Regions from separate parts of the Mus musculus genome. Here region 1 is linked to region 2. Evidence: chromatin contacts called from public capture Hi-C data. All regions are on one chromosome and are shown on one strand. The core of a region is the stretch at or near the end of the contact, and the rest is flanking DNA. Distances in the headings are between cores, read along the strand shown. Region 1 overlaps Gm40066 (a long non-coding RNA gene). Region 2 overlaps Kcnab1 (potassium voltage-gated channel, shaker-related subfamily, beta member 1).

Evidence for each region. Capture Hi-C pulls out chosen DNA fragments and counts their contacts.
Region 1: a contact with region 2 is called in a capture Hi-C map of macrophages, with 3 times the contacts expected there. The contact joins two enhancer-like sites. A contact is called at or near these places in 1 of 39 promoter capture datasets (macrophages), 9 of 484 Hi-C or Micro-C datasets (the HL-1 cell line, the N1E-115 cell line, bone marrow-derived macrophages and 6 more), 7 of 115 datasets of contacts at active chromatin or transcription factors (bone marrow-derived dendritic cells, bone marrow-derived macrophages, double positive thymocytes and 3 more) and 2 of 9 other capture datasets (bone marrow-derived macrophages and macrophages).

Annotation. Positions count from the first base shown.
Region 1 is chr3:65,513,040-65,518,577 of GRCm38.p6, forward strand. Gm40066 (a long non-coding RNA gene) reads left to right here. Exons shown (of 3, transcript XR_867346.3): 3 at 4,170-4,253. It also overlaps Gm38503. Among named protein-coding and RNA genes, the nearest start is that of Tiparp, 13 kb to the right of the region's middle. Within about 2 kb of position 2,937, at least 74 of the 459 cell types and tissues checked have an H3K27ac peak or open chromatin away from gene starts, as enhancers often do. A contact at or near this core is called in bone marrow-derived macrophages and macrophages, where this site is marked.
Region 2 is chr3:65,318,091-65,323,345 of GRCm38.p6, forward strand. Kcnab1 (potassium voltage-gated channel, shaker-related subfamily, beta member 1) reads left to right here. Exons shown (of 14, transcript NM_010597.5): 8 at 1,329-1,415. Among named protein-coding and RNA genes, the nearest start is that of A330015K06Rik, 18 kb to the left of the region's middle. Within about 2 kb of position 1,376, at least 40 of the 459 cell types and tissues checked have an H3K27ac peak or open chromatin away from gene starts, as enhancers often do. A contact at or near this core is called in bone marrow-derived macrophages and macrophages, where this site is marked.

The DNA.
Region 1 (5,538 bases), core at 1,687-4,186, 200 kb after region 2:
TAACTTGTGGGAGTTGGTTCTCTCCCTTTCCCTGACAAGCCATCTCGTGTGATGTAGGTTGGCCTGAAACTCAGTGTAGCTACTGACAATGACTTTGAACTGATTCTCTTACCCCTGTTTCCCAAACTGCTGGGATTACAGGTAGTTACACCACACCTAGCACTGTACCATTTCTAAAGTTATTCAAAGTGAGGAATGCTCACCTCTAAATGTGTATGTATAAGCATCTGGATATACCTGACCCTGTGATCTTACTCTCTATAAAATGGTTCTTTATCCCCTAAATATTTCTGCATGGACCCCCTGTCTTTTAAGCGCAAAGAGCAGGCCACAGAGTTGGTTAGTGGAGAAAGGTACTTGGTACAAAGCCTAATAGCGTGACCTCTATCTACTCTCAGGACCTGCACAGTGGAAGGTAAGGACCAGGCAAGGTAACTCTTGCAAGTTGTCTTCTGACCTGCATACACATACTGTGGCACAGTGTACATACACACATATGCAAATACATAGATAGATAGATAGATAGATAGATAGATAGATAGATAGATAGATAGATACTTAGACTAAAGAAAAAGCTCATGCATGTGCTCACACACACCACAAATAAAATTAAATAAAAATGAATGAATGAATGAATAAATGAATGAATGCAAGAAAGAGAGAGAAAGGCAGAGAGATCACATCTATGAGTTTGATGCCTGCCAGTTAGGGCAACATAGTGAGACCCTGTCTCAAAACAAAATTTGTATGTATTATGATACGTAATGACAGTAATTCTCTTACCACTGCTACATTTAAGAAATTAATATTCCTGTCATATATAATATTATTATTTCATCTATTTCACCAGTTATCTGAAGGGTATCATTGCAATATTTTAAAATGTCCATCATGTAGATAAAACATAGCCTTTAGTATCTTTCCATCTAAAATAATTTTATTATTTTATCTCTCATGGTACCAATATTTTTTCAGTTTTATAGGAAACCCACTATTTGCAATTCATGACATTGATATTTTGGTTGTCATTTGTTTTGAAACAGGTTTTGCTCTCAAACTTGAAACTCACTGAGGTTGTCTGAATGAGAAATGTCCCCTGAAGGCTTAGGTGTTTGAACCTAGGTCCTAATTGGTGGTGCTGTTGTGGGGGCAGAAGATATATTTAAATACCACAACTATCTTCTAGCCTTTCACCTAGCAGTATTAACATCAACTAGTACTCTCGTCAGTTACTAGATCAGTTAACCAAATGATTTTCTAAGTCTATTAATCTGTCCACATCCCCTAGCTATTGTTCTTCTGTAAAGAACTTTCTCGGCAAGGTGTGGTGGTAAATGCCTACAATCTCAGTCCTTTTGGAGACTGCACCTAGAAAAGGTTGGATATGAGTCCAACCTGGGTTTTACGTCTACCTCTGAGCCCTATCTCAAAGGAAAACAAACAAACAAACAAACAAACCAAACAAACAACAAACAAATCCAGCCCTACAGCTTGCTCTCTTTTTAGTACTCACCATAACTTTTGGATTATTTTTGTATACTTATGAATTTCATCTAAATTAAATGTTTTGTAACAAACCACCACTATTTCACTATCACTCACACTGTCCCAGAGTGCTCAGTAATATCTCCAGTTTGCCTCCTGTGCCCTTTGACCTGTCCCATCAGAGTTCTGTACGGCATCCCAGGCACCTCTGAGCAAAGTGGGCCCAAGTATCTACGAACGTCTGATACTTCGTCTGGGTCTGTTCCTCTGATTCATTCTTGTCATGTTACCTCTCAGCAGTAAAACCCTGCTCGGTCTGAGCCATGTGGAAATAAATGAGCATCCCTATGACCTATCACTTGGAAGGCGGAGTGAGGCAGGAGGACGTCATACTCCAGCGAGTCCATGGCCATCCTGGGCTGTGAGTTCACAGCCAGCTTACCAGTACTACATAGCAGTACTAGGTCTCAAAATAAATAAATGAAAAGATAGTTTGGGTCCCAATCCTATGCTTATCCTGAATTATTTATTACTGAAACTGAATTTTTATTACTGAAATTGAAACAGTTCCCTACCAACACAAAGCCCCCCATTTTTTAGACAGGGTCTTACTTTGTAGCCTGGCCTGGATCTTGCTATATATCCCAAGCTAGCCTAAAACTTTCGGCAATCTTCCTGCCTCTGTTTCCCATTGTGTACTGGGGTTATAGTCATGCTGCCACACCTATCATCTCCCTGATTACAGACTGACTTTTGAAAATAAAATATGATCACACCATTTTCTTTCTTTAAAATTTTTTAACTTATTATTTTATTATTTCACACACATAGCTGTATTGTCTATATGTCTATCTGTGTATCACACACTTCTTGCCCATAGGTATCAGATCTTCTGGAACTGGTGATACAAGCAGTTGTAAGTGACCATGTAGGTGCTAGGAATCAAACCCTGGTCCTGTGGAAGAACTCTTAACTGCTGAGCCATCTCCCTGGCTGCTGCTGCTGCTGCTGCTGCTGCTGCTGCTGCTGCTGCTGCTCCTCCTCCTCCTCCTCCTCTTCTTCTTTTTTAGATAGGGTTTCTTGGTGTAGCCCTGGCTGTTCAGGAACTAGCTCTGTAGAGTAGGCTGGCCTTTAACTCACAGAGATCTGCCTGCCTCTGCCTCTGCCTCTGCCTCTGCCTCTGCCTCTGCCTCTGCCTCTGCCTCTGCCTCTGCCTCTGCCTCTGCCTCTGCCTCTGCCTCTGCCTCTGCCTCTGCCTCTGCCTCTGGTGCTGGAATGAAAGGCATGCATCACCACCTCCCAGTGGCCATCCCACATTATTTTAATTGAAGCACACCGACTTTAATTTTGTGCTATAATCCTTAATTATGCCACAATGTGTATAACCACCAAACCCTCTCCAGTCACCACCACACCCCTTTCATTTTCTGTTTCCAGACACACTGGCTCTCTTGTATGTGCCATACCTTCACCATTCTGACTTTCACTTCCCGTATTTGTCTCTTGCCCACTATGTACTACTCCCACATTGACCTTTGACCTACTTGCTGTTTAATCATCAGAGTTTACTCATATGGTTTTTGACCAGGCACATTTTCCCTCACCTCTCCAGTCTAGATATAGTCTCAGTCATGGAACTTTCTCAAACAATGTTCAAAATCTGTAACTATAAAGTCAGACAGGTAGCCCAGTGTGTAAATAATAGCTGTATAACCTGTGACACATGGAGTCCAGCCTAAAGACCTGAGTTCCATTCACAGGACCCACAATGGAAGGAAACAACTGTCTTTCCAAAAGTTGCTCTCCGACCTTCAGTATACACCCATGCTCACACACATCTTACACACACACCACACCACACACACACACACACACACACACGGAGATCAATGTTTAAAAGCCTAATTAATTACATGTTGACTTGTGTAATATATGTTATTCCATACAAAGGCAGAGGTTCTGTCTCATTTGTTCAGACATGTGTGCTTGGCAACTTCTTACAGAGGCATTCAACAAAAGTGAAATAAATATAAATAATGTCAATCATTGTGTTGGGTCTTTTTTTTTCTGGGTCACTTTATACAACTAGCCCATTTATTTCCAGTAGGTTGTACCTGGTGTTCTGTTGATGCAGCTAAATGTCCTGGCTTTTCCCTTTGAAGCTGAAAAAAAAAAAAAGCAGTTTTGGTTTCCATCTCTCATGGTCACACAGATTTCATTTCAACAAGAGGTTATTTTTAACCGAAGAAACACTACTCTTTGGTAAAACTTTCAAACCAAAAGATTATCAGTTTCAGTGTAAATACACTCCTTGAGTGTGGAGGAGAAAAAAAAATCAGAATTTTGACTTCTAATTAGCTCTAACTCTTCAGAAAACAAAAAATAAAATCTTGCTGAAGTCAAAATAATGCACACACTGAATAATGTTGCAAATATTTTCTTTGGCTTAATATAGACTTCACTGGTACACTGAATTTCCATCTGTTTAACATTTGAAAATAAGAGACAGCTGCATCTTTAAGGTCTATAGGCAAGAAGCCAATACATAATAGGGATTCAAATTGATACTATACGTTTTCATTTGAGAGACATATTTAGCTTGCATTACTATAAGGTTGCTTACGTTTGTACTCTTTTTTTAATCTTCGTATTTTAATATGCTTGGCTTTGCTGTTTTTCCTTAGACCTCCTTGAAGAGATGTGAATGTCACCTGTTTCACTTCATCATCCTGAAAGTCACTTCTTCTGCGGCAGGCTTCCTTCCGTGGGGTTGCCAGGGCACAGCTGGGCAGGGGAGCTGTACATTATCTCCCGACAGTTTGCCTCTGCTGGAGAAACAGCAGGGCAGCCGGCAGGGACCCTATAGAACAATCACATAAACCTGGAGTGAGGGTGGAGTCTCTTTCCTTTAAGTGATTGTTAAGTGTGCAGCTTAAACCACCCTTAGCTTTCTGTTGGGCCCTCGGGAGAAACCAGGAATCGGTGAAACTGTCGAGTCATTGTACTTAGCCCTTTTTAGGTGAATTAAAGCAAACTTAGCTGACTATGATACTAAATTCTCTGCCCAGAAAAAGAAAATTACTATCTGCCATCTTTGGATTTTTTTTTTTTTGAACATGTAATGAATGTCTAAAAACACATGACTTCCAACTGAGTCTATGATGCTGAGTCTTCCCTCTAAGAATGTATGTGAGTGTCCCCTGTTTTTAGAAACTCCCTTGCTTTGTTGAGAGAGGAGCAGCTTTGGGAAACATCCCCTGTGTGTGCCTCACTTGCTGCAAGAACACTTTCTCCACTCTTTTCTTTCCTGGTTGTGCTTACTAAGCTCGTACTCACGGAGAAGGAAAGCCATTGTATCCGTTAGAAAATGAGTGGACCAACCCAGAGAGCAGCGCTTCATTTAAATGCTGTATGAGAATAAAACTCCCTTCTCTGAAATGAACACTACCGGCTGCCCAGGAGGAACAGAAACCAGCAGCGCTGCCAGGAAGAGTTTTAGACTGAGGCACCTGGAAAGAGCACTCTCCAGCCTGCCTGTCAGAGCTGCCTGCAGGCTGCTCAGTGTATTCCAGGCCCCCAGCTTATGTGAGCTGTCACCCACGTTGGGGTGACAAAGCTGCCTTTGAGCTGTTTCTGCTCCTCTATGTAACCCCCAATAAGACACATCGGTTCACCAAATTGGACTTTGGTCTTTCTCAGGTTCTCTAGGTGGGGCAACGAGATGTGTGTGCTATGTCTTCCCAGGAGAAGTTTTGTCACAGCAATGTCAAATGGAGAAGCAAGTGTGTTTGCTATAGACTTAGCCATGACGTGTGAGTTTCAGAGCAGGGAAATGACTCAGTGTAAAGCTTGATGGCAAGCTTGATGACCAAAGTCCGATCCCTGGGACACAAAGTAAAAACCGAGAGCCAACTCCACAAGTTACCCTCTGGTCTTCACTCACCGACAAACAGACAGACAGACAGACACACAAACACACACATACACATTGAAGCAGTAAAAATTAAAAAAATAATAAAATTAAGGACATTCTTGGTTTCAATAGCAAACAAC
Region 2 (5,255 bases), core at 126-2,625:
GAGGGCGCTAGTCCCAGTAAATTCAAAACTAGTGCTGCTATTCTGCTATCCCTAGCTTAGGTTTGTTGCAATTGGTACCGCTGTATGTGGTAGATTAGGGGACTGCCTAGATAAGGTGATCCAATCTCAGGACCGAACACCTCATCTACAATCACTAGCCTGCAGTCAGGAACAACAGGGTTCTAAGCAGCCCTGAGCCTTACCACAAGGGATGCAGCTCAAAAGGCCAGGTTTGGGTGCCTCTCTGGAGCCCTTAGGTTCCTGAGTCCAGTGTAACTATGTTTCCATGGCCTGTCTGGTGATGTCGTCCCTTTGGCTGGACACCACTGCAGCCAGGTACAGGCAATGCAAACTGGAATTTTATGTGACATCCAGGCTTTTCTGCATGGGTGTTGTTCATGGGAAGAATCTACAGCCCCAGCACTGAGTTTCAAGTAAAAGTTCTATACCTCTTTCCATCATACGTTACTTGCAAATAAAATGTCTTTGAACTTGCTGCCTGAGATTGAAGGTGAATAGTGGAGGTAATCCCTTGGCTAACAAGATTGGTGTTAAGTAGTGTCATACCTGATGCTACAACCTTTAGAACTGGTATACTGGCTGAGTTAGCAATTGTGTAAGTGAGAACCCGGGTCCAGCTCACCAATGTCAGAGATGCTTGCCTAGCTCTGGGGTGGATCCAGAGACTCTCTGTGAAGATTAGCCTGGGAGCAAGGGCAGGGTGGAGGAGTCTACTCAGTACTGAATTTCACCCTAGTGAGAGGTTGGTTCAAGTCTCCCTCCCCTCCCAAAAAGTGTCTCTCTCTAGGCCATTTGCTCTCAACCTTTGATCCAAGTGACCCTTTTACAGGGGTCGCCTAAGGCCATCGGAAAACACAGATATTTAGGTTACAATTTATAACAGTGAAAAAATAATCTTATGGTTGTGGGTCACCATAGCATAAAGAACTGTATTAGGAGCACTGGGAATGGTGAGAGCCTCTGTGGTTCTCTAGGCTGTTTGATTCTTGGATTTGGAGGGTTTCCCTCCGGCTTGCTCAAACATCATTTTCCATTATTATACTAAAACCCAGACACTATCATCTTTCTTCTGGTTTAACTCTTGTGAAGGTTAGTCATATGGAAATAACTCCAACTGATGTTTCTGAAGGTAAGCAATTGCTGCTATCGTCTTGCTGTGCCCTGTTCAAGAGGACTCTTGTAATTAACTCAGTGTTTGTTTTTAAGTAAATTCTTGAAAGAAATCAAACTCAAGCACTTTCTAAGTGTGGTCCTATTTGGACTTCTTGGGCCTTTGGTTATATTCTGTTTTCTGCTTCTGCTGCTAGGACTGAAAGGCTCCCTCCAGAGGCTGCAACTGGAATACGTGGATGTGGTCTTTGCAAATCGCCCAGACAGCAACACTCCCATGGAAGGTGAGTAAAAGAATCTAATAAGAAAAAGAGGCTACAGAATTGCTGGACCTAGCCTGAAGACTGTTTCTACTACAGTAAGTAATGAAGTATGTTCAGATTGTTAAGCTAGAATTTAAAAAAATAAAACCTTTCCAATGTCCTTTAGCTTCTGTATTGACCCCAAAAGCCAAGAGACTACTACGTAGGTTTATTTTCCTCCCCGCCCCACTCCTCCTCCTCTTCCTCCTTCTAACTTCCTTCTTTACCTTTATTTTCAGTTTCCTTTCTTGGTTGCAAAATACTCATTTCTTCCAGATTCACTTCACTTTTATGATTTCATCAACTGAAACGATTACGTTACTCAGATAATCCAACCACTGTTTCTGAGGCTCCTCTACAGAGCTTCCTTTTCTATAATGATGCTAAGTCTGATTAGTTTGCAATCCTGCCTGATAAATGCTGAGACATGCTGTGAGTGAGCAGGCATTGGACAGGCAGACCTACTTAATAAGGCTCTTCTTTGCAGTTTGGGTTTGGTTCTCTGCAAGCTGTGCTCCTGTCCCCCCTGTCAGAAAACCACAGCTTGTCCCCTGTGAAAGCCTTTAGAATACTCAAAAAGCCACATTTTCAATTGTATCCATTTGTCAATCTTACCTGGGATGACTGAGAAATAAGATTTGTTCTGTGAAGATTTGTTCTTACTGTTAGATTATGGAAATTAAGGAGAATATGAATGATTCAAGTTCATAGGAATTTTCTAAGTTGCATTTTGTAGATCGTCATTCATTTCAAACATATGTTATGGAGACTATTTGTATTGCCATTTATCTTTCCCAAATACAGAGAAACTATGTGTATATACATATATTTATATACACATTATTATCTGTGTTTACATATCATATATATGTGTGTGTGTATCTGTCAAAACAAAGGCTGTTTGATATGCAGATCATAAATAGTATTAGAGATACTTATTTCAATAATAGCATGCTGTCACACAATTCACAAAGATACATTCAAACAGAGCACTAAAGCCATTTAGTCAGCAAAACTACCAAATAAAATATTGGATTTTAAAAGGCTAATTGTTTCTCCATTTTAAGTACCTGGTGGCTCTTTTCCTCTTTGGAATGGTGTCTGTTACAGTTACACCATGTACATATAGACAACAGCTGAGTTTGTCCTCCTACCTATCCTGCATCCTACTTTACCTTTAATTTTAGGGATATATTGTAGCCCCTCAATCAGGAAATATAAGCTGCAGTATAGCTATAAAAAGAAAACCATATTATAAGGGCCTCTCAAGTGAAAAGGATACAGTATGTGGGTAAAAGAAGGAAATTCTCCAGCCATGTGATGCTAACAGGTTAAGTGTCTCTTGTATAAATACCAATGGTATGTTGAAATTTAGTTAAGAAATTTCCAAGTATTTTTTTTTTAAAGAACAGACTGCTATTCCCTGATAGAGTCTGTAATGTAGCATTATCTAACCTCTCCTGAAATTGGAGAAAATTACGTTTTTCCCTAAGATTTTCAAATAAAGTTCTACAAGGTAAAGTGGGAAGCTATATCATACTTAGTCATTGTACGAAGAGTGTTAAACAATGGGTATTTCCCACCTACTGAGTAAGTCACAAAGCATAGGCCTCTGTAGCTCCCTTAGCAGAGATTACCACCTTGTACTGGAATGCAGTCCCTCCACCTCTCCCTGCTGCCAGCCAGACACCACCCCCAGCAGACTACCAACCCTGAAGTTTCCTCTGCCTTGGGTCTAGTGAACAGGCGCTCCAGGCTGTTCTCAGGAAGACTCACCCCAAATGGTTTCCGTGTAGCTTATTCTAGCTTTCTGATAAAGTTATATTCCATAATTGCCTATAATTTATAATCACTTATTTATAGATCAAATAGAAATACCAGAGTCCGATTCTGGTTATGGACGCACAGATTGTACAGTCTTTCCTGCTTTACTCTAACAAGGCAAGGGCTGGAATATCGAAAGAAAAAAGTGAAGTACAGAGACAAGATGACTTCCTCAAAGTGCAGGGATTGGGGATATACCTGAGTTGTTTCTAGACTCTGTGTTAAGATTCAGGCTGGCAATGAATGTGAATCCTGCATGCCTGCACATAAGTCAAAGTTATACGGGCACATTGCGGTTTACCTGGGAGGATGACTAGTGCTCCTAAATGCCTAGGAGACAGGCTGAATATTACCAGAACTACCCTTGGAACCTTTCGGTAACCGCTAGTCAGTGTAACTCTACAGCCCTTATTCGGCTCTTCCAGACAAAATGACAAAAACATCTTCAGGTATTCACCCAGCCAATATCTTCAAATAATAGCAGAAACAATCTCTAATACCATTCACCTGCTTTTATTATCTCAGTACATCACAACTTAGTTGGACCCATTTCTATTTGCAATTAGTGACACAGCAGTAATTACCAAGCATATATTAATTGCATGTGTATCAATACGCCAGAGCTCAGCATTTGTAGATCCTCATTCATTCCAAACATTAGAATTCTCATCGGTGAAGAGGCTAATTCTTTTAGAGAGGCTGAAGCAGCTCTCCAATGAAGCAGCCCAGCCAAGGCATCAATAGCCCCTCACTGTTGCCGATTACCCAAAGGAGAGGAATAAAGCAACCAGCATGAAACACTGGGTGGCTTCTAGCCACCAACTCTGTGAGTGTCAAGATCATCTGTGTGCACGCTTTGGGTAGCTCAAAGTCACATTTCCATTTCAAGCTGTTAAAAATGCCATGAATCAGTGCTAATTGGGGGTGTATCTAAAATAAACCAGGATGAGTTTTGGCCAACTTCTGCATATCAAATTTCAACCAATTGAGCCAGAAAAAGATCAGTCATTGCACCTTCTTCACCATATATGGGCATCGTGTATCCCTTGCGCCGTTGCTACCCATCCCTGCCATTCTTGCCAAAAATCAAAAGACGAAAAGCAAGTTCTATCAAGAGAATGGTGGTAGTTTCCAAATGTGCAGTCAGTGGAGGAAATCAAAGCACTTCGTTTGCGATCTGCCACCTGACAGAATACAATTTGGTTTTGTGCTGACAGGAAAATGTGACAGTAGAGGGGAGCACACGCGCGTGTACGTTTTTTTCTCTCTGTCCTTCTCATTATTTTTCATGGTTCACCTAGTAGTAAGGCATTTTTCTTTCACAGCAGCTGCTGGGCCATCTGTCTCTGCTATACTATCTGCCAATAGTGGCATGGTTTCCAATCGTAGGGGAAAAAATCAGCCCAACATCCTATGTCTTCCTTCCTATGAGGATACATCTCTCCTTAGAACCACTGAGAGTCCCTTGTTAATTCTCTCACTTTCATACGTCAGTATCCATTTCAAATTCTTGCCTTGAGCTCAGAATAAGGGAAGGCTCACGACAACTTCAGTCACTCTGCACATGGATTGACAGAGACGTTGTGTCCCATGCGGGTTTGGAGTTGTTTTTCTGCTATTGTCAATTGCAGGGTAATTCTCCAGGGAGAAAGCCATTGAACACATTATATCATTGAAGTGGTGATAGATGTAAAGTGTGGACCACTTGTGACTAATGGCAAAAAGAAGAGGCACTTTAATATATAGACTTTTAAGATTTATTGACAAAATATGATGATGATTTTTCAAGTTAAATTACATTTTAGTAAGAATTTGATTTTAAAACATGCTTGAAATCAAGTCTTTTTCATGTAGAGCTCATTGCCAAAACTAATCATCTAGAATTCCTGAATCATTAAGTATGATGTCTATACTAATTACTGTTCACCTTGTTCATGTTCCTTTTCTTGAGGCTTGTATAGCCATTGTATTAGTCAGGGTTCTCTAGAGTCACAGAAC